7 separate regions of the Mus musculus genome follow, and all the other regions are linked to region 6. A link is a contact called in public Hi-C and promoter capture Hi-C data. All regions are on one chromosome and are shown on one strand. Each heading gives the region's core, a stretch centred on a gene start, on an enhancer-like site or on the middle of the called end of the contact. The rest is flanking DNA. Distances are from core to core; before and after follow the strand shown. Region 1 holds the start of Exoc1 (exocyst complex component 1). Region 2 holds the start of Tmem165 (transmembrane protein 165). Region 3 holds the start of Tec (tec protein tyrosine kinase). Region 4 holds the start of Txk (TXK tyrosine kinase). Region 5 holds the start of Slain2 (SLAIN motif family, member 2). Region 6 holds the start of Fip1l1 (FIP1 like 1 (S. cerevisiae)). Region 7 holds the start of Clock (circadian locomotor output cycles kaput).

Region 1 (3,064 bases), core at 517-3,016, 2.0 Mb before region 6:
CCCACTCAATAACAGACCAGGGATCGCTCCCTCAGAGTTACCTCTTTCCAACTTTCGCATCTGTAAGAGAATACCCAGATTCAAACTCTACTGTAATTGATTGCTTCCTCCATGCCAACGTGAAATCTGTGAGCATATCCTGTAACTTCTTCATCTACATATCCTATCCCTCTCCCCCACAACTTGCTGCCAACACAGCCACCAAGACTTACTGCCTTTAAGTAATAGCACCCGTTATCTCTTTCTTTTTTCTTTAGGCTTCTACAAGTTCCCTGAAAAACTAGTAAATAACTTTAAAGCAGTTCTCATTCTACCACACACCTGGTCAACAGCAACCCAGCTTTCTCAAGACATGCCTTGCACTCAGAACACTCTGTTCTTTCTTTGCTTAAGCACTTTCCCATGCAGGGCATACCACTATCTTTTCCTTATTCAAACCTACATTTCTCCATTTGTATTTAGTTGACTCAATGAAAGTCTCAATCCACACGGCTCTTTTCATGTAAATGTATAGAGCCCTTACTGTATTTACGAGGCAAATGCTTGCTATCTAATGGGGACATGAGTGTCATCTCCTAGATCTCCACAGCCATCTCTTGAGTAGTAGGAGGAGGAGGGGTGCTCTATCACAGGTTTGTGTGTTGGGTACTCACTAACAAGCTCTTGGCGTAACCTGCTTGATTGCAATAGTAAAAGCTGGCCAAAAGAACCATTAGCAATGGCCAATATTCACCATAGTACATGGTAAACGGTAAAAACAGCAGAGGGCTGGTCATAACTCATGAAGGAATTAGACATAAGCATTGCTACTATATTGCTATATTATATTGCTAATATAAATATTGCTATTCACTAAGTGCCAGGCAGCACTCTGGGGTATAATGGAGAATCTTTAAGACATGAACGGGTTGACGTAGCATTGTGATAGTCAGTCTTCTTTGGATCTAGAGATGAATTCTCCAGTGTTTATACTGAACTTTACATTATGCCAGTATTATTAATAGTGGCCTTCACAACTATTTCCCAGGTCTAAAAACCACGCCCATATTCTGGGTTCTCTTTAGATCTTCGCCTTCTAAAACCTCAAGGCTGCCCGTTACAGAGGCAGCTAACCTCGGTTCATTGTGTACATACATACTTCCTTCAGCTTAATAGGGCCATCGTTACACTGTGTGTCCATGCTAGTGCCTTAGTGGGTTGGGCCCATGTACTGCAGTGACATCTCAACTCGGAGACATGTCATCCAGAAAAAAAAACTGTTCAGAGGCTGGGCAATGCACTTAGAAGATTTATAAGGACATGTTATATTGATTCGGACCAGCAGAAGCCCAGGTCACGTCTTTCTCTTCCAGGCCACGCTAGTAGGACAAAAATGAAATCTGTCCCGGATGGGCGGAACTGTGGACAGAGACTTGGCTGCCTCCCGGCTCCGCCTTTTCCCAGAGCCCCGGACAGCACCGGCTAAGGAAGGACGCAGCCCGGGTTCTGCAGCCCCGAAGTGGAGCAGGGTGGGTGGGCCGGGTCACTGGGGAGTGGCCGACCCGGCGCGGATGCAACACTGCCTCCACTTAGGCTACCACCTCCAAGACCGCAGGTCCCCGGCCGGAAGCTTACCGCGAGGCCAGCCGGCCGGCCGAGGTTGGTGCTCCAAGACGGACTCAGGAAGGGCGCCGGCAGCAATAGCAGCTTTGAAGCACTTTTCATTGAACAGGGAAAAGCAGCGGCCAGAACCCGCCACTTCCCGTATCCGGTCACGTGTCTCTCTGCACCGGAAGTTGACCCTGTGGAGCCGGAAATGGAGACAGTAGAGGAAAAACAGATTGGCCAATGGACTTGGAGGAGGCGGAACAGCGCTTTGATGGATGGGGCAGAGGCGGACTGTGGGCGTGGAAAAGACAGGGGCGGGGCTTGCAAGCACATAGGCCAGTGATTCTCAACCTGCGGGTCAAACGACCCCTTCCTTCATAGTGGTCATATAGCAGATATCCAATATATCAGATATTTGCATTACAATTGATAACAGTAGCAAAATTACAGTTTTAAAGTAGAAATTAAATAATTTAATAGTTGGGACCCACTGCAACATGAGGAAAGGTATTAAAAGGTTGCAGCATTAGGAATGTTGAGAACTGTTAGCATAGGCTGATTTGAGGAGTTGATAATGGTGATGTTTCCTTTTTGTAGACGTACCCATTCTAATATTTGTAGCAACTCATTTGAGAGCGCATTAAATGTTCTCTCCTGTGCATATGTAAAACCCTGCTAACTAGATTCTTGGAAGAACTTTAGTGAGTTAAGTCAGATTCTCTGGGATAGATGTCACTAGTACCCTTAAGTTCTGGACACTTAATTCCCATAAACAGCTTTGGTCATTTACCCACTTCATACTCTACCCTGACTGCACAGACCTTCTTCTTGGGTGTTTTTTTAGAAACTTCACCCATGCCACCTCACATCAGATACTGAAATAGAATCTTTGTTTTAAAGGTGATGCTTGCTTGTTTCAGTGTGAGAAACATAAATGATGCCGAGAGTTCGAGCTATAAGACAAGTGATTCATTTAGGCCGCATCCCTGGCAGGGATTGAGTGCTGCAAATTTTGATTTCCAGGTTAAAAAATAAAAATTAAAAAAAGCCATTCAATTTTTTTATACTGAAGGAGTTCGCAATGAGGTAGGACTAGAAAAGGTGATTGCGAAGTTAGGATAACATACTCTACCAGGATGGTTTTCTTTCTTCTTTTTTTCTTTGCTGTTTTTTTTCCATTTATTTATTTACTTTGCATGTGGATCTTAGCCTACCCCTCCTTCCAATTCTCACCCTCCTTCCCAGCCTCTCCCTCATTCTCTGCTTCCCTTCTCTTCTGAGAAGGGGTGGGGTGGAGACCTTCTTGGATACCAACCCACCCTGTGACATCAAGTCACTGCAGGACTAGGCACATAGGATGAATTTTTTGTTGTTGTTGTTGTTTTGTTTTTCGAGACAGGGTTTCTCTGTGTAGCCCTGGCTGTCCTGGAGCTCACTTTGTAGACCAAGCTGGCCTCGAACTCAGAAATCCACCTGC
Region 2 (3,103 bases), core at 233-2,732, 1.6 Mb before region 6:
GGTTTCAGTTCTGGAAGCCACTGGTTTAGAACACAGCGAGGCAGTGGTGGGTCCCTAAAAGACCTGGGGTTTAGCTGGAACGGCATGGTGATGGGAAAATGAATATCTATCCTGCGGTCACCCTGATCTGTACTCAAGTCAGGACAGCCATTCTCTTGGAGGGCAGATAAAGACAGAAGTAGGAAAGGGAATGCCAAAATGGACCCTACTAAGAGACTAAAAAAACTCCAGAATGTAGGAGTCAAAATTGGAAATAGAGAGTCCAACTCAGAGGAAAGTAACATAGAAAGGAGAAATTCTACGAACATAGATTAAAAGGTTAATTTCTATCTATCTGGTAATGGTTAAAGAAACTTATGAGGCTCTAGTTTACCTATAAATGGAGTTTTGGAATCCCTCACTATAGAGCGCTCTACCTTTGGGCACAAGTCTCTGCATTCAAGGGCAACTTCCTTCATGCCAAAACACGTTTTTTTGTTTTTTTTTTTTTTTTAAGGGAGGGTGGCAACGCATAATCTCTAGACACTGTATCTGGCAAGAACCACAGGGTGTGCCGAGCTGAATTCGGGTGAGCATCTCTGGTTGGGTTGCTTCAACAATGGCTGATACTTCCAACAATGTGATGCTACTTCGAGAGAGACAAGTCTCCCAGCGGCTCTGTACTAAAAACTTTCTACTTGGGATGATGATTTCCAGTCTTTTCAGTATGGCCCATGTGATCAGCAGAAGGCAGAATCCAGAGCAAGCCTGTCGGTACCAGGGATCTAGAGGACCTCTGGGGAGCCCCGGTTGGGGCCCTCACTTTCCCTTCCCCCAAGCAGCCAGGCCAGGCCAGGCCGCGCCTAAGAAAGCCGTCTTGTCACCCTCCTCCCAGCGAGCGGAGCAGGGGCCGGCTCCCCTCCCCCAGCCTCTTCGGAAAGAGGGCGGCGCCGCCAGCGCGGGAGCCTGGTACCCGACTGCGGGCTCCGCGGCCTCAGCCCGCCCCATCCCCACCAGCCCGGGCTCTCACCTCGGCCCGGGCCGGCTCGAGGCCCTGCACCGCCGCGGGCTGCGGCTGCAGCTGCTGGGCGGGCGCCGGCGGCTCCTGGTTCCGATGGCTCAGGTCTTCCTCCGGGCCGGCGCGGACCCCGGCCGGGGCCCAGAGCAACTGAAGCAGCAAGAGCACGAGCAGCCTTCGCGTCGGCGCCCGGCCGCTCCCCCGGGCCGCGGCCGCCATCCCGCCCGCCCAGCCGGCACCGCGCTGCGGCAGGAAGAAGTGCAGGCGAAGGGAAGCGTCGAGCCCGGCGTGCCGGCAGGCGCCTCCGTCAGGCCTGGCTGCCGCTCAGGGGGCAGCCCTGCAGCACGCGGGACGCGGGGACCGGACCGGGACGGACCGGCGGCGGGAGCTCCGGAGCAGCTGGGCAGCAGAAGCCACACACTCCTCCAACTGCCTCCGCGGCCCAACTCCTCCGGCCCGCCCCCTGGCCAACACGACCTCCCATTGGCCCGACGTCAGCCCGGCGTCGTGACGTTTCCGGCAGGTTGAGGTGCGGCTCGCTCACTGGTCCTATTGGACCCGGCGCGCCGGGCCAGGTAGCTGGAGCTGCTTGATGGACTCTCCCTGCGTCCTCTCGGGTCCCACCAGAGACCCCCTTATTGGCCCTGGAGAGGTCAGGCTGCCAGGCTCCTACCAGTACTTCCTCAAGAGCCTTAGGTCTTTAAGGCCTAAGCCGCCGCCACCTCCACTTCTATTAAATGTCAAGTGAGTCCCAGCCCCGCTACCTACGTGGCAGGAACTGCCACACCTTTAAGTTACGATCCACCCACCCTCACCACGTCCCTGGACCGCCTACACAGAATGTTCTTTGGGGGTCCATATGCTGGGGTTTTTTGAAGGTTCTGAAGTAAGATTCGGAAGTAAAAGATGAGAACGTCCAAGCTTGATTTTAAAACATTGTTGAATAGCCGCAGACCAAAAGTCATCACTGCCCTGGCTCAGGATGCCTTATCCTGAAATAGGATATCCTGAAAAGGTTTGGAGTTGAGTGGTTAGGGTTTCTGTGGGATGGAGGCCTTGAGTAGGCAAAAGTAGAAGACAGGAAAGAATGGTTAGTTAGGCGTTAGACTAGGGCTGGATTTTTTTTTTTTTTTCTAAAGAAAAGCTGAGATACCGTACGCGCGCGCGCACACACACACACACACACACACACACACACCACAAATTGCTAACCATGTGCCAGGCACTAATCTAAATCCTACTCCTGTTTCACAAGCCATTCTTGCAACCTCTCCTTAGCCTACTCAGCATTGCTCCTTACAGAACCCTTCAAGCTATAGCTTATTTATGCTCCCAGTATTGTGAGATAACCAAGATGCTTCCTACACATAGTTTGGGGTGCAGTTGTTGTACCTCCAAGTTCATTCCTGGAGTGTAAATGTCCTGAGCCCTCAGAATACAACATGACAGGGATCAGAAGTCTAGACTCCTTCAGCCACCTCCTTTTTCTGCAAAGATTTGCCTTGCTCAAAAGGGCCTGCAGAGGAGATAGGAGTGTCAAGTGGAGAGAATAAAAGAAGCAGCCCAGTAGATGGAGGCAGAAGAGTTAGGTGTCACGGATCCTTGAGTTCTGCTAGGGACCAGGTTTATTATTTTTTTTCCTGGCGTTCTCTAGTCTATGATCATCTCAGAGAAAGGCCTCCTGGCTAAATTCTAGTTACCCCACATAAAGCAAAGAAAAAGCAAATGGCTCAAGGGCTACAGCTGCAGGAGACTGAGATGCTGATTGCAATGTTCCAGTGGCTCTGGAGCAAGACAGGAAATCTGTTCAACAGAAGATGTTAGGCAATGGGGCTCTAAAGCTCTGTCCCCAGAAGGGAGCTGGCATGGCAGTGTTACAGGAGCAGAGTCTGAAGAGAGTGTGGTTTTCGCAGCGCCTCCATGTTGCCCACCTCCCTGGCCTCACTGGGGCTCTGCCAAGTGAACTCCAGGCATCAGATTCCAAAGTGAGTAACTCTTTGTGTTCCACACAGGGCTCCATCTCCTGAGGCTGTGCTTGGCTCCAAATCAAAGCTAGAGCTAGCTTTAACTTAGACCTCGAGGACTCGGAACCTTTATCCTTCTAGT
Region 3 (2,900 bases), core at 296-2,795, 1.7 Mb after region 6:
GATGATCACAGGAGAAATAGCACAGGGAGGCACTGCTTTTAAGTCCTGAGCCGTGTCGGGGAGGAGTCTTACTGCACACGTGACTGCACACGTGATCGCGAGCGTCGTCTTCAGGTTGGCTGCCTGATTCACTGTTCAACCTCAGCTCCACAGAGTCCTCCTTTGAGAAGTCCTCCTTCCTCATCAATCTCTCTTTCATTACCCCAGTTTATTTCAGCCAAGACATTTCTCACCTGTGAAATGGTTTCTTTGCTTACCGGTATATTGGTTTTCTCCCTATGTAAAGGCTCCACTGTGGAGGTCAGAGGCTAAGTGTCTTTCTCAATTGCTCTCTTCCATATTATTTGAGATAAAGTCTTTCATGGAACCCGGAGCTGGCCAGTTGGGCTAGATTGACTGGCCAAGCTATGCTTGGTTCTGCCTCCAGCTCTGGAGTACAGGTGAAAAACAGCTTCCTTCCTTCCTTTCTTTCTCTTCCCTTTTTCTTTCTTTCTTTCTTTCTTTCCTTTTTTTTTTTTTTTAAAAACATGGGCTCTACCTGATCAACCTTCGGCATAGCAAGCATTTTACAAATTAATTTCTCTCTCCATCCCAAAGGCGAACTCAGTCTTTTATTCCCATGGACTATTATGAACATTACAGTCCTATCCTGTGTCTCTCTCCTTCTGAGAGGTCCTCATATCCCTGCCCTGGCTGGCCTGGAAACCACTATGTTTACCAGACTGGCCTTAAATGCTTAGAAATGGGCTTGCCTTTGCCCTCTCAGCTGGAATAAAATATGTGGGCCACCATGCCTGTCTGACAGTACAGGATGGATGAGATCAGATAACAGTGGCTAAGACTCAAGACTACCATCAAAGACAACTTAGACTTGAAAGTAGGGAATCAAACCCAGGGCCTTGTGCATGTTAAGCAAACATTGTACCACTGATCTACAGCCCCAGCCTTTCCAGGACAGCTTCTCAGTTAGCTAGCTAGCTAGGTGACAAACGGCACGTTCTTTCCTGGAGTCTAAGAATTTTACAGTATTTAAAGTGAATAACTTGAAGGTTGTTTTCATTATTAGTGTATCAACAGTAATAATGTAAGTGGGTGACCCTATGCTAGGCTCTGATGCTTCAGGCTTGTCAGTCAAGCCACCCATTCTTCTATCACCCCAGAGCACAGCATCATCCGGTTTCGCCCGCGAGGGGCTAAGCGGAAGTGGAGGTCGGTTCTTAGCCACCCACAAGTGCTATTGCTACCGGCTCTCCGAGCCGGGGACGAAGGAGCATTTTTCTGGACGGTTCTCTTAGGATGGGAAGTCCGGACTTAGAGAGACCCCACGCCGCGTCTGTCTGGATAAGAGACGCTCCCTGGAACTTCGGCCGCAGGACCGCGAGCTCCGATTCTTCCCTTTGGCTTTGAAATCGCGGAAGGAAGGTGGGACACTGGCGCTGTGGGCAGCGGAGGGCAGAGGCGGCGCGGCGAGGGGGCGGGGCCAGGGAGGAGCCGGGCGGTGGGCGTGGCCGATGGGTTTGGTCAGCGCTTGCCGAGCTCCGGGCTCCGCAGTTTGGACGTCGCTCTGTCTTGGCTTGTCTCGGCACGCGCTCCGTCAAGGTAAGAACCAAGGGACTCTCGGCGCTCACGGAGTTGGCCTCCACCTGCGGGAGACTGACCTTAGTGGGATTAGGGAGGATTTTTCTACCCTTCTCACGGAGGTGAGAGCGGACTCTCTGCGTCAGGTCAGAGGCCCGTCCCCCTTGGGCCAGGAAGAAGGGACAGGTGCGCTCCCCTGATGGCCGCGCCTTCCCCGGTGGCTGCAGATCTGAGCCCTTTTGGACTTGGTATCTGAGCCGAGAGGACTCGCGATTGAGTTCCTTTCCCAGTTGAGCGGCAGGGGGCCTTTCTTCTTTCTGCTTGTCCCGCGGTAAAGTTCGAATCCAGGAAGACAGTCCACAGTTGCTTGTGCCCGAGCAGGTGCACGTACTTCTTTAGCTATTTTTCTCTTCTGGAAAGTGGTATCTGGATCTTGATAAACAGGGACTCGAAGAATCAAAGTGGGAAAAACTACGTGGACCTTGTCCCGAGACTGTGCAATTTCCCCTGGATCTGACATTTCTTAACTTTTTCCTGTCGTTGGCGAATATGTTTCTGTGTACCAGGTCCCATTCGGGCTTATCTTTGGAAAGTGGAATATTTGGTTAGAAGAGTTGATCGCAGTGTTAAATTGGGACAACTGGGTGGCTGGCTTGGTTAAGTGGGTTTGGAGCCTATCCAGACAGAATAGTTGCATGCTTTAAGCAGAGGTTTTACATTTTTCCAGTGAGTTCCCATTTTCCTCTAAGGAAACTCTGACAACCTATTCCCGTCTATATAATTCTTTTACAGAGCCGAGGCGCGGTAGGAGGAAGCATCGAGTCTCCTAAGTAAGATTTGGGATTTAATAGCTGAGTGATCGACACTGTAGCTCTGTGGTCTATAGACTCAAAATAAGGAAGAGCTTGATTTTTTTCCGCGAGGCGGGGGTTGGGGGGAGCTGTGGCTAAACTTACACATTAAGTATTTGAAAACATCCATGTCGTCCAGTTACATTTTCATTGTTTAAGACAGACCTATCTTTTCGCCATACACTTATGAATCCGATCACTATTCCTCTCCTTGCCAGCTCAGGGGTGCTTTCTGTAGGGTGCCTATGTAAATCACCCTCGTTCTTCCCACAAGGGTGTGTGCCTTCGGGTTTGTGGAATTGTGTGGGGACAGGTATTGTAAACACATGCAAATCAGTGAAGCGCTCTAGTAGGCGATACCTTTGCCCTACATGGATCTTTGGCCTAGAGTTTCCCTCTCTTTCTAGATTGGAAAGAATCTAGGGTGGGAATGCAAGGTTTAGCATTGCCACACTGTTTTCTTGATTCCCT
Region 4 (2,901 bases), core at 235-2,734, 1.8 Mb after region 6:
TGGAGAACCACCGATTTGGTTAAGAGTCTGTGCCGCCATATTGAAGGTTGGGCCGAAGGCTAAGCTCATTCCTTTTATAATGGATAAAAAAATGAAATATTCTCATCATAATGTGCCATATTCCTTCCAACTCCCCACATCACAAAACCATACACACTTTTTAATCAACTCCTTCAAGCAGCTGGTGATATGCAGGCATGCCTTACTATTATTGCTAAGATAGGCCCCACCTATCTTCTCCTTTTATCTGGATGAGCTGTGAAAGGAACCAGGGTGTGCTCAGGAAAGTTACAAGAAGGTTGAGTTCCTGTGTGAACAATTTGAAATACTCTTTCTTATCACATGTAGGTCTCAGGGGGCAGGATACATGTGTGTATGTGTGCATATGTGCCTGTGTGCATATGGGGGCTAGAGTTGATGCTGTGTGTTTTCTTCGATTGCTTTCCACCTTGTGTAGTGAGGTAGAATCTCTCATTGAACTCAGAGCTGGCTGATTTGGCTGGTCTAGCTAGCCAGTTTGCCCTCAGGATCTCTTGTCTCCATCTCCCAAGCACTTGGTTTACTGGTGGGAGACCGTGCTCTCTTGTCAATTATGTAACTTTTCTGGCTCTGAACTTGGGTCCTTATACTTCAGTGTCAAACACTTTGCTCACTGAGCCATTTCCATAGCCCATACAAATGCTTCCTATGGGAAAACAGAACAAATGAAAGGGAGCGCTCACGCTGTAGACTTGTTCATCCAACCGAGGTGCCAATGGGAACCTGTCAAAGCTGAGGCTAAATCTTTTCTTTTCTCTGTCCCTGTCTTTCTGTCTCTCTGTCTCTGTCTGTCTGTCTGTCTGTCTCTCTGCCTCTCCTGTCTCTGTCTGTATCTCTGTCTGTCTCTCTGTCTCTGTCTTTCTCTCTGTCTGTCAAGGTTTCTCTATGTAACCCTGGCTGTCCTGGAACTCTATGTAGACCAGGCTGGCCTTGAACTCACTCGCCTCTGCCTCCCAGAGTGCTGGGATTAAAGACTTTTGCCACCACACCTAGCTTCAGCCAGTTTTTAAAACAGATCTTTAGATTCTCCCCTAATCCCAAACCAAGTCTTTAGAGTCAGTCCTAAATCAGAGGGCCAAACATCCTAGTTTGGATATTCATGATCCTAGAAGTCGATTTTCCCTGTACCACTATGAGCCCTCCAGTAAGTAAAATTTCTTCTTGTATGGTCCTTTATTCCAGTATCAGCACAGGGAAGACAGTTTAAGTTGACTACTATGAAGGCCCCTTTTACCGAAATTCTGTGATTTCTTCAAAGTGTTTTCTAGACACACCCACAGCGTAGGTATAAGGAAGTGCTAACACTTCAGATCTGGATACAGAGCTCTGAAGTTTCTTATGTAGGCCACTGGGTTGTCATTCACACACTCTTGAGGTTTTCAGAACAGGAAATTAGGTGGGGTAAACTTTGCCTGTGAGAAACGTCACAGGCCAACAACTATGCTTTCAGTTGAAAGATGTGTTACCGTGAGTGGAACAGAGCTGAAGAACCAAGGCTTCTGTGTATGGCCAGCAAGCAGGGTCGCCATGATCCTGTCCTCTTGTGAGTAAGATGGGCTTTACCATTTAATGTCACAGCGTGTTTATGGGTGTGTTGCCTACTGGTGACCCCTAGGAGTGGGTTTTGCTAAAACAAGGAATTTGTGAAATCCTAAAGATGATTTCTTCAGATGTAGTGACAGGATTTTGTGGCTTAGTTAAATGTCCACTGCCTCTTGATAAAATTATATACTTGAGAATTGAGAATACAGATGACAATAGCAAAAAAAAAAAAAGTTGTGTACTTAGCATGTGTGGAAATTCGGTCAGTGTGATGGGATATGTTTGTTTTTTGAATGATAATGAACTCAGAGTTGAGGGTGAAGAGATCAGACTTTTCTGGTTTAGCCTCAGCTTTGACAGGTTCCCATTGGCACCTCGGTTGGATGAACAAGTCTACAGTGTGAGCGCTCCCTTTCTGCCTCCTCCTATAGCCGTCACAAGTAAACAGTGGGCAAAGCTGGCAAGCACATCAACTAATCTGAGAGTTGCTTTGAAAGACTTCAAGACGATTTTTGGAAGCACTCCACAGTTAAGACTCAAGAGAGGCTAATTATGTATAGGGGTTTAGGAAAGGAAAAAAAAAAGACGATCTCTGATTTTAATTCTAGATGCCCTGGGAATCAAACATCAGTAGAACTTAGTCATTCTAGATTAGGCCAGAATTCTGATTTATTTTTAGCTGGCAGTAGGAAAAAACTGACCGAATTTTACATATCTCTTTAAGCCACAGCACGTTATTAGGACCTCCAGACATTGGTAGGATTTATAAAAATAATCAAATGCTATTTTTGTTGTGCCTTCCTGAATATGATTTACAGTTTGATTCACTAAGAACAAAACAAGACAATAACAACAACAACAGCAACAGCAACAAAAAGGTTTCTTGTTATCAGAAATAGGCCAAGCAGCTCAAGACAGAAAAAGATACAAAGAATTGTCACGAGTCCCCACCTCCCCAAGGGCAGAATAATGTTGAGCAGATGCAGAATATGGACTTTTAAAGGCTTTGATTGTTTCTCATGAGATCAGAACCAGGGGAAGGAAGGCCATGTGTTATGACAGGAAAGGCTCAGCTACGTGTAAGGCAAGTAGATGCAGAGGCTGTCTAGGGATGAAGTGGGAGACTACTTATCTATGGGGTCTTAGATTTCCCCGTGGCCTGGGGGGGGAGGAATGGTTTTAATGCAATGTCCCTGTACCATCCAGTGTCTGTCTGTCTGTCTGTCTGTCTGTGTCCTTCTGCCATGAGCCATAGCTAAACCACTCCATTTTCTTCTGCGTGAAATAATGAGTATTCGCCATTGACAAGGCACCACCAAG
Region 5 (2,991 bases), core at 338-2,837, 1.6 Mb after region 6:
TTAATGTCAACAGCATAAACGTTCTAGCTAAAAGTTAGGACTTCAAGAACGGATGAATTATGAGGATATTTCCAGCAGGTGTTTTTTTAATCAAAAATAAAACTCGAGGGAAAGCTTCTCATGGCCTACCGAAAAGTGTGACTTTAAGGTGTGGGGTCACCTCAGCTCGTCAAGAGGTGCCTCGTGATAACTCCGGCTTTGGTCTAGATTTTTAACTAGGACCCTTTCTCTGCCTCCAGGATGGCAGGCACGGAAATGATAGTCAGCTTGGATAACTAACTATTGCTTCACGGCTCCGAAATTATGTCGTATGCAATTCTTGTTTTCCAATATAAAATTCAGGGTTCCCCGATCCACCACCGACTTCACACAAAGCAGCCCCATCCCTCTCCACTGCCCTCCTCACACAAAGCAAAGCTTTACTCCCCCCACTACCCAAAGGGGAGTGACGTCCACCCGGCCTCCCCACAAACATCCCCATCTCACTCCGGTCCAAAGCACTGCCTGCTAGTAGCTACTCTCTATGTCCCCGCACCTGGTTGTTACCTCTTGAAGCAGACCCCTCCCTACAATCCAAACCGCTCAGACCACCATCCGAAAGCCCGTCTTTCACACAAAGCAGGATCCCTTCCTACGAAGCAGCTTGGTACCCTCTGAGTGCTCTGAGCGTGCGGGCCCACGGGGGACTGTGCCAAGCCACAGATCCCATCTGGGTCCAGTTGGGTCCTGCACCCAGAGGTTCCACGACCCAGAGAACTAGCTACAAACCCGTTTCCAAGGCACGCCTCGAAACCCCCCAACTCCAGCGGACCTGCCCGCCCGCAGCAGAAACAGGCAAAAGCCAGCGTCCCCACCACAAGCCGAGCCCACCCTGCTTTCCCCCAGGGACACCCCTCCGCCCCGCAGGCCCACCGGGCCCAGCGCCCCGCGCTCACCAGCTCTCCTCTTCCTCCTCCCAGCCTGACAAGCGCTCCAGCTCGTCGGGCCGCAGCGGCTCTACCTCGTCCAGCAAGCCTCCCTCGCCGGCCGCCAGCAAGGAGGTGGCGTCCCGCAGGTCCTCGCTGCTGGTCCGTCGCGGGCCGGAGCCCGCCCCGCCGCTGGCCTTGGCGCCCAGGCCCAGCGGGAAGCCCCGAGGGGACGCCGCGCCCGACGAAGGGGTGGACACGCCGACCCGAGCTGGGCTGCCGGGCCCGAGGAGGCCTGCACCCTGCACGGCTCCCGAGCGGCTCCTCAGCTGCTCGTTCTGCTTCTCCAGCTTCTTCACCAGCTCCTGCAGCTTCCGCACCTCCTGGTCCGCGTTCACATTGGAGTTAACGTCCTCCATGCCGGCCGCGCCGCCCGCTCCGACTCCCCAAGCCGCAGGGGAAGCGCGGGGTCGGGGGGAAAGAGAGGCGTTACCGCCACCGCTCACGCTAGCCGAGGCGCCGGCATAGAGCAGGGCCAGGCCCCACCGCCAGGGTCTCCCCGGCTCGGGTTGCGAAGCGCCGCTGGCCCCAGCCGAACCGCCTCATCTGCGCCGGCTCCGCGACTGGGGGAGGCGGCGCCAATATCCGGCCTCGGCAGCCATCTTCCCTCCGTCCCTCCGCCCCCTGCCGGCCAGCCCGGTCGGTGACCTCAGAGCGTCGGGGGAGGACGTGGCCGCCCGCGGGCTGAAAGAACTAAGCGCCCGGCTCGCGGTGGGGCGGGGCTGGAGGCGGGGCCTGAAACGGGACAGGGCCCGGAGGGGCGTGGTCATTGTTTGGGGCGGGGCCCCGGCCGGAAGGGGTGTGGTGGGCGCCGGCAAAGGTGGGCAGGGCCCGGCCGGGCTGGGCTAAGCTATCGCTGGAGTTTTGCCCTGGCCGCCTACCCTCCCCAAAGCTCATCGCGGGCGGGTGTGAGACCCAGAACCGGACTCTGGCTCCGGCTCCGACTCGGGCTCGGGCTCGGGTTCAGCCCCGCCCTAGGCGTCTGTGCGGAGACTCGCGGTCGGACGGCCCCGCCTGGTCGCATGGACCGTTCCCTTGGTTTGTTTGGCAATACTGAGTTGGTTCCTGCTTGAAACCGGAGACTGTCGGAGCTGGCAGCAGCCCCAGAGACCATCTGTGGCTCGTCCGTTCCATCCCCTGAAAATGAGAACCCGAATCCCGAATGGTTCAGAGCTCGGAAGTCAAAATGATAACCGTAATTTGTTGAGTGGTTCCTATAAGCCAGACACTGCGCTAAGCACTTTTAAAGGCATTATTTCATCCGTTTAAAACACGTGGGCAGGGGTTGTTTTGTTTCGTTGGCTTAAGGTTTACAGGTCCAGAGACAAGAGGATGATGGAAAACACTTCTGTACTAATCTTTCAACGGTAGTAATTAATGTGCATTGTATTCCTTGGGTTCTCCCTTCGCCCCCAAAAGACTTTTTAATAGTATGTCTTGACTTTTTGGGTTTTTTGAGGCAAGGTTTCTCTGTGTATTCCTGGCTGTCCTGAGACACGCTCTGTAGACCAGGCTGACCTCGAAAAACTCATCCTCTGCCTTTTTTTCAAAAGCTGGGATTAAAGGCATATGCTCCTTGAATTTTTTTTTTTAACTTGTACATGAAAAGTATTCAAGCAACCCGTTGACAGGCAATAGAGAATGTTGAGGGGTGGTAAATGTAAAATTCTGCCCTCGGTGGCATCTGTTTATAATGCGTACTGGTGGAAGCGACTGCAAACAAAACTTAAACGCTTTTTTTCTGTCATGTTGGCTCACTCTTCCACAGTTGTCAGTTGTGAGCTGCTTGGTTTACTTATACGGTAAGCAGCCAACCGTGCCTGGTCTCTCAAATTTTTGGCTGATGTTTGCAGTTGACTCCAATTGCCTCCTCCACCCTCGAACCAGTCTTATTACACCCGAACCAGTCTTATTACACCCGGGTGTGGACTCACATAAGACTTAACCCTCCTGCCTTTCCATGCTGTATTTTCCCTGCTTCGACTACCCTACCTACCATGTTTGATGCCTCTTTGGAAAAACCCCT
Region 6 (3,093 bases), core at 254-2,753:
GAGTTCACCAACCTGGCATTTTCTTCTTCTGGCCTTTCAACTTCATTCTCATCTACCAAATAAAATAAAATAAAATAAAGTAAATAAAGAAACCAAGCTTAAGCAACAAGTAGTATAGAAATCTGAAGGGAAGATCACAAGCACTAACCTAGATCCTTTGCCAAGTCACTGTGCACATGCACGTCCCACGGGCCTACAAGCATAGCCAAAGTTAGATCACTTCATAAGCAAGACACATCTCTTATGGAAAGAAATACAAGGGGATTTACACATCATGCTAAGAGAAACCCCACACATTTCACATTTTAAGGGTAGTACCGATGCTGTCTTTCCACTAAAGAAATAATCAATTTTACAAGTTTATCGGAGTTTCATTACTAAAAGGCTGCTTAAGACGCTAACGTTCACTTTTATATAATCTATGAAATTTATGTCAAGAATGTATGCTCTAGGAAAGAACAAAATACTTTCAAATCTGGTATAACAGCCAAGGGGGATTACGACTTAAAGTTAAAACTCAGACATCAGACATGTCCCCTACAAAAACAAAGTACATGACGCATTAAATTTGGGGACACAAACACAAAACACCGAATACAAGCCTATGGGAAGAGTCACGAGATACAACTATGACGTGGACTATACAGGGCTCTTTAAAAAGCAAAAAACAAAAAATAAAAACAAAAACAAAACACTTCACCTTAATACAGGCCACAATTCAGGGTTTTCTTTATGGACCACAGTGTATTTCATCTGTTTCTTTTAATTAATACTTTTAAAGCACGACTTTCAGACAAGGAGGTACCCTTGCAGGTGCATCCCATACAAACTGACCATCAAGAAACAAGACGTTAGTTTCATTGCACTGACTTTATTTAGCTGCTATTACAGAATGACGGTTTCTGAAAGAAAGGGACGAGGAGGGGCACCCCATAGCCACTGAGCAAGAGAGACACCAAAGCGGCTCAGAATCGATAAAGAGCATGAATAGAGAGCGCAGAAGCGAGGAGGCCCGGGCGGTGCGGAGGAGGGCGACGCAGGGCTGCCCGGCCTCCTTGGCCCGCGTCCACCGCGCGGTGAGTGCCTGCGGGTCCGGGCGAAGGCCGGGAGCAGGCCGCACTCGGCCTAACCAAGGCCGGTTAGGGCCAATACGAGAGGCCTCGGACGCCTGGGCCTGAAACGCTGGGAGGAAGGCCAGAGAGAACCGGGGAGACAGACAGGAAGTTCCGTACCGCCATACAGCCACTCTTCCTCCTCATCCCCTCCGGTCCCGCCGCTCAGCTCCACCAGGCGCTCCACCTCGCCGGCCGACATGGCCGCCCCACGCACAAGTTAAAGGCGGCGGCCAACAGCTCTCTCAACCCCTTTTTCCAGCCTCGCCGTCCCAGGGCGCGAGAATGGGAGGGAAGCCGCCGGTAAGCGAACGAAGAGCGCGAGACTCAAATCTGGGGCCAACCTCGGTGGAGGCGGCGACCCTGAAGAGTCAGCGACCGATCCGTCTGCGCATGCGCCGCAGGCACCCAAGCGGCGCGGCGTCTCTAGGTGGTTACGCTTCCGCGGCGGCGGGCACCTGGGCCTCTCATTGCGCAAGCGCCGCGCGATTGGCTCCTCCCCCTCCCCGCCCCACCCCAAGGATTCTAGCTTAGCTTCTCAAGAGTGGCTTTCTCTGGGGCTTCTGGTCTTCTTTGAAGTTCCCTTCCCCCAACCTTCCTCCCACTCCCCAGTTCCCTTTGCTACACCATTGTTCTTTTCTGTCCCTGTTGCCTTTCTCCCTCCACTAGTCTATTTTAAAATCCTGAAGGCCAGCATCCCGCACGGGTTTGACTGAACCACAATTGTCAATTCGTCGAAATTTTAACAACCAACAAAAGAAAAATTTAATATATAAAGGATGCGTTCTCTTTGTTTAAAAAATTATTAGTATTGGGCATAGTGGCACTTGGTAGGCAGAGACAAGTCACCCTGGTCTACATAGTGAGTTCCAGGATAGCCTGGGCTATACAGGGAGACTCTGTGGCCGGAAAGTTTTATTTAAGTTACTTAAACTGGTCATCTGAGTGGAGGGAACCTTGGTTGTGAAAATACCTCCATAAGATCGGGCTGTAGACAAACCTGCAGGGCATTTTCTTAATTAGTGATTGATGAGGAGGGTCGAGCGTTAGACTTTATCTGTATCACTTGATTCCTCGTTACCTGAGTAGATCACGAGGGTTTTAATTCTTCTTAGTTTTGAACTCTTGTTTGCTATGCCCTGTTCCCCTGTAGGAAATTCTTAAATTGTTTCAACTTCTGTGTACAATTTCCTCGTAAAAATCTTCCCTGAATTCAACAAATATGTATGAAAGTCTACCCAAGTACTAGGAACTCTTCAAGACTATATAGATTGGCGGTTAAAAAAAAAATCCTTTCTTTCATGAAGCCTTTATTCTAATGGAAGATGATAGACACATCATGTTGATAAGGATTTAAAAATAATAGTAGCTGTAAAAAGACCCACGGCCAAGTGATTAAAAGGGAGGTATAATCTAATATCACGTGGTAATTAATTAATTAATTAAAATAAGTAGATCCCTTAATGGAGAAGGGCTGTAAGCTCTGTGGGTTTCTGCATGGGGGCTACTTGACAAGGAGATTAGGAACATGCAAAAGGCCCAGAGACAGAGAAGTTCCAGGCACCCAACTGCATTTGGAGTAGAGTGAAAGGCAAATGTAGATAAACTGAGTATGCAGATGGGGTGAGCAGGGTTGGGGTGAGGGGAGTAGAGCAGAGCTAAACTCTCTTTTAGACCACAAGTCTTATTGACTACATAGCCACTTTCCCCAGAATCTTCACTAGGCCAAATCTGCCTTCGTCTTGTTTAACTTTCACTTCCATCTGTTGTATGGTGCACCATATCCTTTTGGCCTTTGATACTATCTGCTTGAGAGTACCGTGGGCAGTTACCACCACCACACCGTGGTTAGCTCCATTCTCACTGTTAAGTGCATCTAAAGTAAAATTGGGTGGTTTCATGAGAGAGTTGATTGTCTTTTGCAGAGTGAATTGCTTTTCTTTCCAGTCTGGAAAAGAGTTTGTCTTTCAAATCATTGTCT
Region 7 (3,291 bases), core at 738-3,237, 1.8 Mb before region 6:
AAGTTACATCATTTCACAGATGAATAACTTGATGAAAAGACAGTTGAAAAGAGAACCGGAAACACTTAGTTTAAATGACAACAAGGCACATGGTGTTTAAGGCCATGGTTTAGAATTGGGAACCTAGATTTAGGATTTATGAAACTATGAGGCAAAACTTTTGTTTACTGGAAACACAGTGTTAAAGTTGGGAAATTAAAAAAAACTTTTTTTTTTTAAATGAGGGAAAAGTCGTAAACTGAACCGTGGGAAATAGTCAGACAGTGACAGAGGACTGAGCAGAAAATCAAGGGATTATCAACAGGTCTTGGTAAATAATTAAACAGAGAATGTGAGCGAGGGAGGAGTCACAGGTGACTAAGAGGACAATGAAACCATTAAAGGGGGCAAAGGTCATTTTGATATATATATATATATATATATGTATATATATTATATATGTATATAGTGTGTATACACACACTAGAGGAACTATAATAGAAAAAGAGAATGAATAAAGCCAAAACATTTGACCCAGGGAAAGCATTCAAATTCATTTGGCTGCAACCTATTTACCAGCCTCAGTACCCTTACCTCCTGCCCCTTTTTTACTACCAGTGATCAAGACACTAACTTGTAGATGGCAGAAAAGCTCTTATTGGTTTTAAGCAATAAAACAAACACATTCACGAGTTTATTGATTACTTTAACTGAACTTTCCAAAGGAATCTAGCCCACATCGATTTCAGCGCTCATGCATCTAGGCTATATCACCATGTTTTAATCTGTTTTCTGGTTTTTCCCTTCGTGGTGCCTGCTCTTTCATTAGTCACACAAGAAAAGATTATTTTCTTTCAGTATCAGGTTCACTGGGAAACAATCTTCTTGGCAGTAATTGCCAGCCTGAGACAGAGAACCCAAGGTTTCCTCCTCCACAGTGTCCTGCCTGGACCACAAGGACAGAGTGGAGAATGGGTGGGTTCAAAGGACGTGAACCTAAGCGAGCAGCAGATGGATTAGGACAGCAGAAACTGTGCCTTTCGATGGCGAAACGGTACAAAGACTGCCAAGGAAAGATTCTCCTGGCAGGGTTCTGGCTACGTAGCCAGGAATTTGAGGATTCTCCTCCTAGTTCACATTGCTGGGGGGGGGGGGGGGGGATCGCAGCTAATTCCTAGTTTTGAAGTTGGTTTTTTTTTTTTTTCTTTCCTGAATATACACCAAGAACTTAATTCTTATTGAGACAAACATTACCTTGTAGACAGGATTTTTGGAGCTAAAGAGTATAGGTTTATTTATTGCCTTCTGTTTGCTGTACGAGTTGATTTTTAAAAGAAATTGCTATGAATTAGCTTCTTTCCCAGTAATTCGGGTGCAGTAGCTAAGAAACCAGTGTAAACTAGGGTCCTGGTTCATCCGTAGCGCCATGCTCATCTTTTGCAGTGCCTCCTGCCTTTTCATAAAAGGAGCAAACACATCCCGACCTTTTGCTTCCCTGGCTACAGCCGAGGTCACTTGGGTCGTCCAGGTCCATCTCGGGGAGCAGCCAGCCTAGCGTGTCTCTAGGAGCCGGGAAACCGAGTCCCAGGCATCCCACGAACCTCCAGGAGAGGAAACCGAGCACTGGGCTGGAGAAGTCTAACTTGGCGTAGGCCAAGCTCTCTGCTTTCCCGGGGACAGAGGCACCATTCCAGGCGGCGGCTCCCACTGGTTGGGAGCGCCGCATCCCGGGGAACCGCGAGCCGCCCAGGGCGCTGCGGGCGGCCGCACCCTCCGCTAGGCCCCGCCTCCCGGCCTGCGAAGGGAAGGGGGCCTCGGGGCATCCCGGCTTCCCTCGGCGGCCGTGGAACGAGCTCACGCCGGCCTGCAAGAGTGGGATTTCCTCGGGTGCCCGGGATCCCCAGGCGCGGCTTCGGGGCTGCCTAACGGGGAAAGTCGCATGCGCGCCCGGCGCGCTGAGGGAAGGCGGCCGCGAGGGGAGGGGCGAGTGCAGAGCCTGGCCGGCCGCGGAGCCCCGCGCCCACGACGCATGCGCCGGGAGGCAGCGCAATCACGGACTCGGCTGGCGGCTACCGGCTGGAGAGAGGAAACCCCGGACGGCGAGAGCGCGAAGGAAATCTGGCCGCCGCCGCGCACGCGCTCCCGGTGAGTGCGCCCCACCGGGTGGGCCTCGGCCCGGCGCGCGGCGGGCGGCTGGCCTGGGTGGCGCATGCGTGCTCCCGGGTTCCGTGGAGGAGGGGAAGGCCGGGAGGGGGAGGAGCGCGGCGGTAGCGGTGAATTTTGAGGGGTGGGTCGGGGGCGCGCACTCGCCGCCCCTGGTGCTGCCGGCTCCCGGAGCCGTGGCGTGTCCCGGCTGTCGCCGCTCGGCTGTCGCGAGCCGCCGCGGGCAGAGTCCCGGGCGGGGGAGGGAGGAAGCCGGAGCCTCAGGCACGGTGAGGACGCGGGAGGGCGCGGGGGGCAGTGTGTGGGACCGGGGCAGGGAACAGGGCGCGGGGCGCCAAGGGGGTGCGGGCCAGGCCGGGAGGCAGGAGCTGCGGCCGGGGTCCGGGGACGCGGAGAGCGCGGAGCTCTGGAGAGTCGCGCTCAGCCGGGCCTGCGCCAAGTGTCCCGGGGCCGCTGGGGGTTACCTGCAGGGCAGGGGGGCGCGGTGGGTCCCGCGGGCCCCGGGGGTTCCGGGGCCGCGTCGCGCTTGAGACTGGGCGCGGGGTTAGCGCGGGGCAGGCCGAGTCGGCCGCCGAGAGCGCTCGCGCCCGGGACCCGCTAGGCCTTGTGACCCACTTTATTCCTGTCACCACTCGGGCACGTTTGGAGCGGCGCCCAATGGGGCGCTGGGGCGGCCAGCTCCTCCGCGGAGCCCCCGCCCTCGCGGCGGCCGGCGCGCGCCGGGATCCGCAGTCCGAGCGGCGGCCGCCGCCGCCCAGGGCTGGTTCCGTTAATGGTCCTGGTTCCGGGGCTCGGGCCGCGGGCTGCTCTGGGCCCCGGGTGTCCGACTCGAGTCGCGTGCGCCGCGCCGGGCCGCGCTCTGCCTGTGGGGCTGGCCGTCCTGGATGTGGTCCTGGCTGTCCCGGTACCGGGAGTAGCGCCACGAAGTTTGTATCTTTGTGGGGTGTTTTCTGCCGCTGTGGAAGTCCGAGGTAGTCAGCAGAATCCTGAAAGATGAAGGAAGAGCTTTGGCCTCTGACCTGACAGATGACAGATCAGGCCGTGGTGTTTTGATATTGCAATGCCGAACCACACACTGCATGAAGCCTTTCTAGATGCTTTAAAAACAACAGACTCTGGTGTTTTCTATTGCAGTGAAAGAAAAGCACA

The links. Promoter capture Hi-C pulls out the DNA fragments that hold promoters and counts their contacts. A called contact is a pair of places that touch in the nucleus more often than the background predicts. Capture Hi-C pulls out chosen DNA fragments and counts their contacts.
Region 1: a promoter capture Hi-C map of pre-B cells shows a contact between it and region 6, with 5 times the contacts expected there. The contact joins the promoter of Exoc1 here to the promoter of Fip1l1 in region 6. A contact is called at or near these places in 4 of 39 promoter capture datasets (the C10 cell line, liver and pre-B cells), 1 of 484 Hi-C or Micro-C datasets (B cells), 5 of 115 datasets of contacts at active chromatin or transcription factors (astrocytes, large pre-B cells, microglia and 2 more) and 2 of 9 other capture datasets (adipose tissue and liver).
Region 2: a promoter capture Hi-C map of pre-B cells shows a contact between it and region 6, with 3 times the contacts expected there. The contact joins the promoter of Tmem165 here to the promoter of Fip1l1 in region 6. A contact is called at or near these places in 4 of 39 promoter capture datasets (the C10 cell line, hippocampal neurons, liver and 1 more), 1 of 484 Hi-C or Micro-C datasets (B cells), 3 of 115 datasets of contacts at active chromatin or transcription factors (astrocytes, epiblast stem cells and regulatory T cell precursor) and 2 of 9 other capture datasets (adipose tissue and liver).
Region 3: a contact with region 6 is called in a promoter capture Hi-C map of adipose tissue, with 3 times the contacts expected there. The contact joins the promoter of Tec here to the promoter of Fip1l1 in region 6. A contact is called at or near these places in 1 of 39 promoter capture datasets (pre-B cells) and 1 of 9 other capture datasets (adipose tissue).
Region 4: a contact with region 6 is called in a Hi-C map of CD8 T cells, with 6 times the contacts expected there. The contact joins the promoter of Txk here to the promoter of Fip1l1 in region 6. A contact is called at or near these places in 1 of 39 promoter capture datasets (pre-B cells) and 2 of 484 Hi-C or Micro-C datasets (CD4 T cells and CD8 T cells).
Region 5: a contact with region 6 is called in a promoter capture Hi-C map of pre-B cells, with 2.4 times the contacts expected there. The contact joins the promoter of Slain2 here to the promoter of Fip1l1 in region 6. A contact is called at or near these places in 2 of 39 promoter capture datasets (liver and pre-B cells) and 1 of 115 datasets of contacts at active chromatin or transcription factors (double positive thymocytes).
Region 7: a contact with region 6 is called in a promoter capture Hi-C map of liver, with 3 times the contacts expected there. The contact joins the promoter of Clock here to the promoter of Fip1l1 in region 6. A contact is called at or near these places in 3 of 39 promoter capture datasets (hippocampal neurons and liver), 1 of 484 Hi-C or Micro-C datasets (CD4 T cells), 2 of 115 datasets of contacts at active chromatin or transcription factors (astrocytes and thymic regulatory T cells) and 2 of 9 other capture datasets (adipose tissue and liver).

What each region holds. Positions count from the first base shown.
Region 1 is chr5:76,528,013-76,531,076 of GRCm38.p6, reverse strand. It overlaps Exoc1 (exocyst complex component 1), which reads right to left and starts at 1,766. Exons shown (of 19, transcript NM_001289770.1): 1 at 1,615-1,766.
Region 2 is chr5:76,182,259-76,185,361 of GRCm38.p6, reverse strand. It overlaps Tmem165 (transmembrane protein 165), which reads right to left and starts at 1,482. Exons shown (of 6, transcript NM_011626.2): 1 at 1,010-1,482. The coding sequence starts at 1,216.
Region 3 is chr5:72,867,093-72,869,992 of GRCm38.p6, reverse strand. Tec (tec protein tyrosine kinase) reads left to right here and starts at 1,545. Exons shown (of 19, transcript NM_001113460.2): 1 at 1,545-1,599.
Region 4 is chr5:72,751,360-72,754,260 of GRCm38.p6, reverse strand. Txk (TXK tyrosine kinase) reads left to right here and starts at 1,484. Exons shown (of 15, transcript NM_001122754.2): 1 at 1,484-1,582. The coding sequence starts at 1,567.
Region 5 is chr5:72,912,958-72,915,948 of GRCm38.p6, reverse strand. It overlaps Slain2 (SLAIN motif family, member 2), which reads right to left and starts at 1,587. Exons shown (of 8, transcript NM_001113423.2): 1 at 936-1,587. The coding sequence starts at 1,324.
Region 6 is chr5:74,533,901-74,536,993 of GRCm38.p6, reverse strand. It overlaps Fip1l1 (FIP1 like 1 (S. cerevisiae)), which reads right to left and starts at 1,503. Exons shown (of 18, transcript NM_001159573.2): 1 at 1,233-1,503; 2 at 149-193; 3 at 13-52. The coding sequence starts at 1,314.
Region 7 is chr5:76,303,488-76,306,778 of GRCm38.p6, reverse strand. It overlaps Clock (circadian locomotor output cycles kaput), which reads left to right and starts at 1,987. Exons shown (of 23, transcript NM_001289826.1): 1 at 1,987-2,124; 2 at 3,277-3,291. It overlaps Gm7467 (predicted gene 7467), which reads right to left and starts at 1,903. Exons shown (of 1, transcript NR_152171.1): 1 at 1,252-1,903.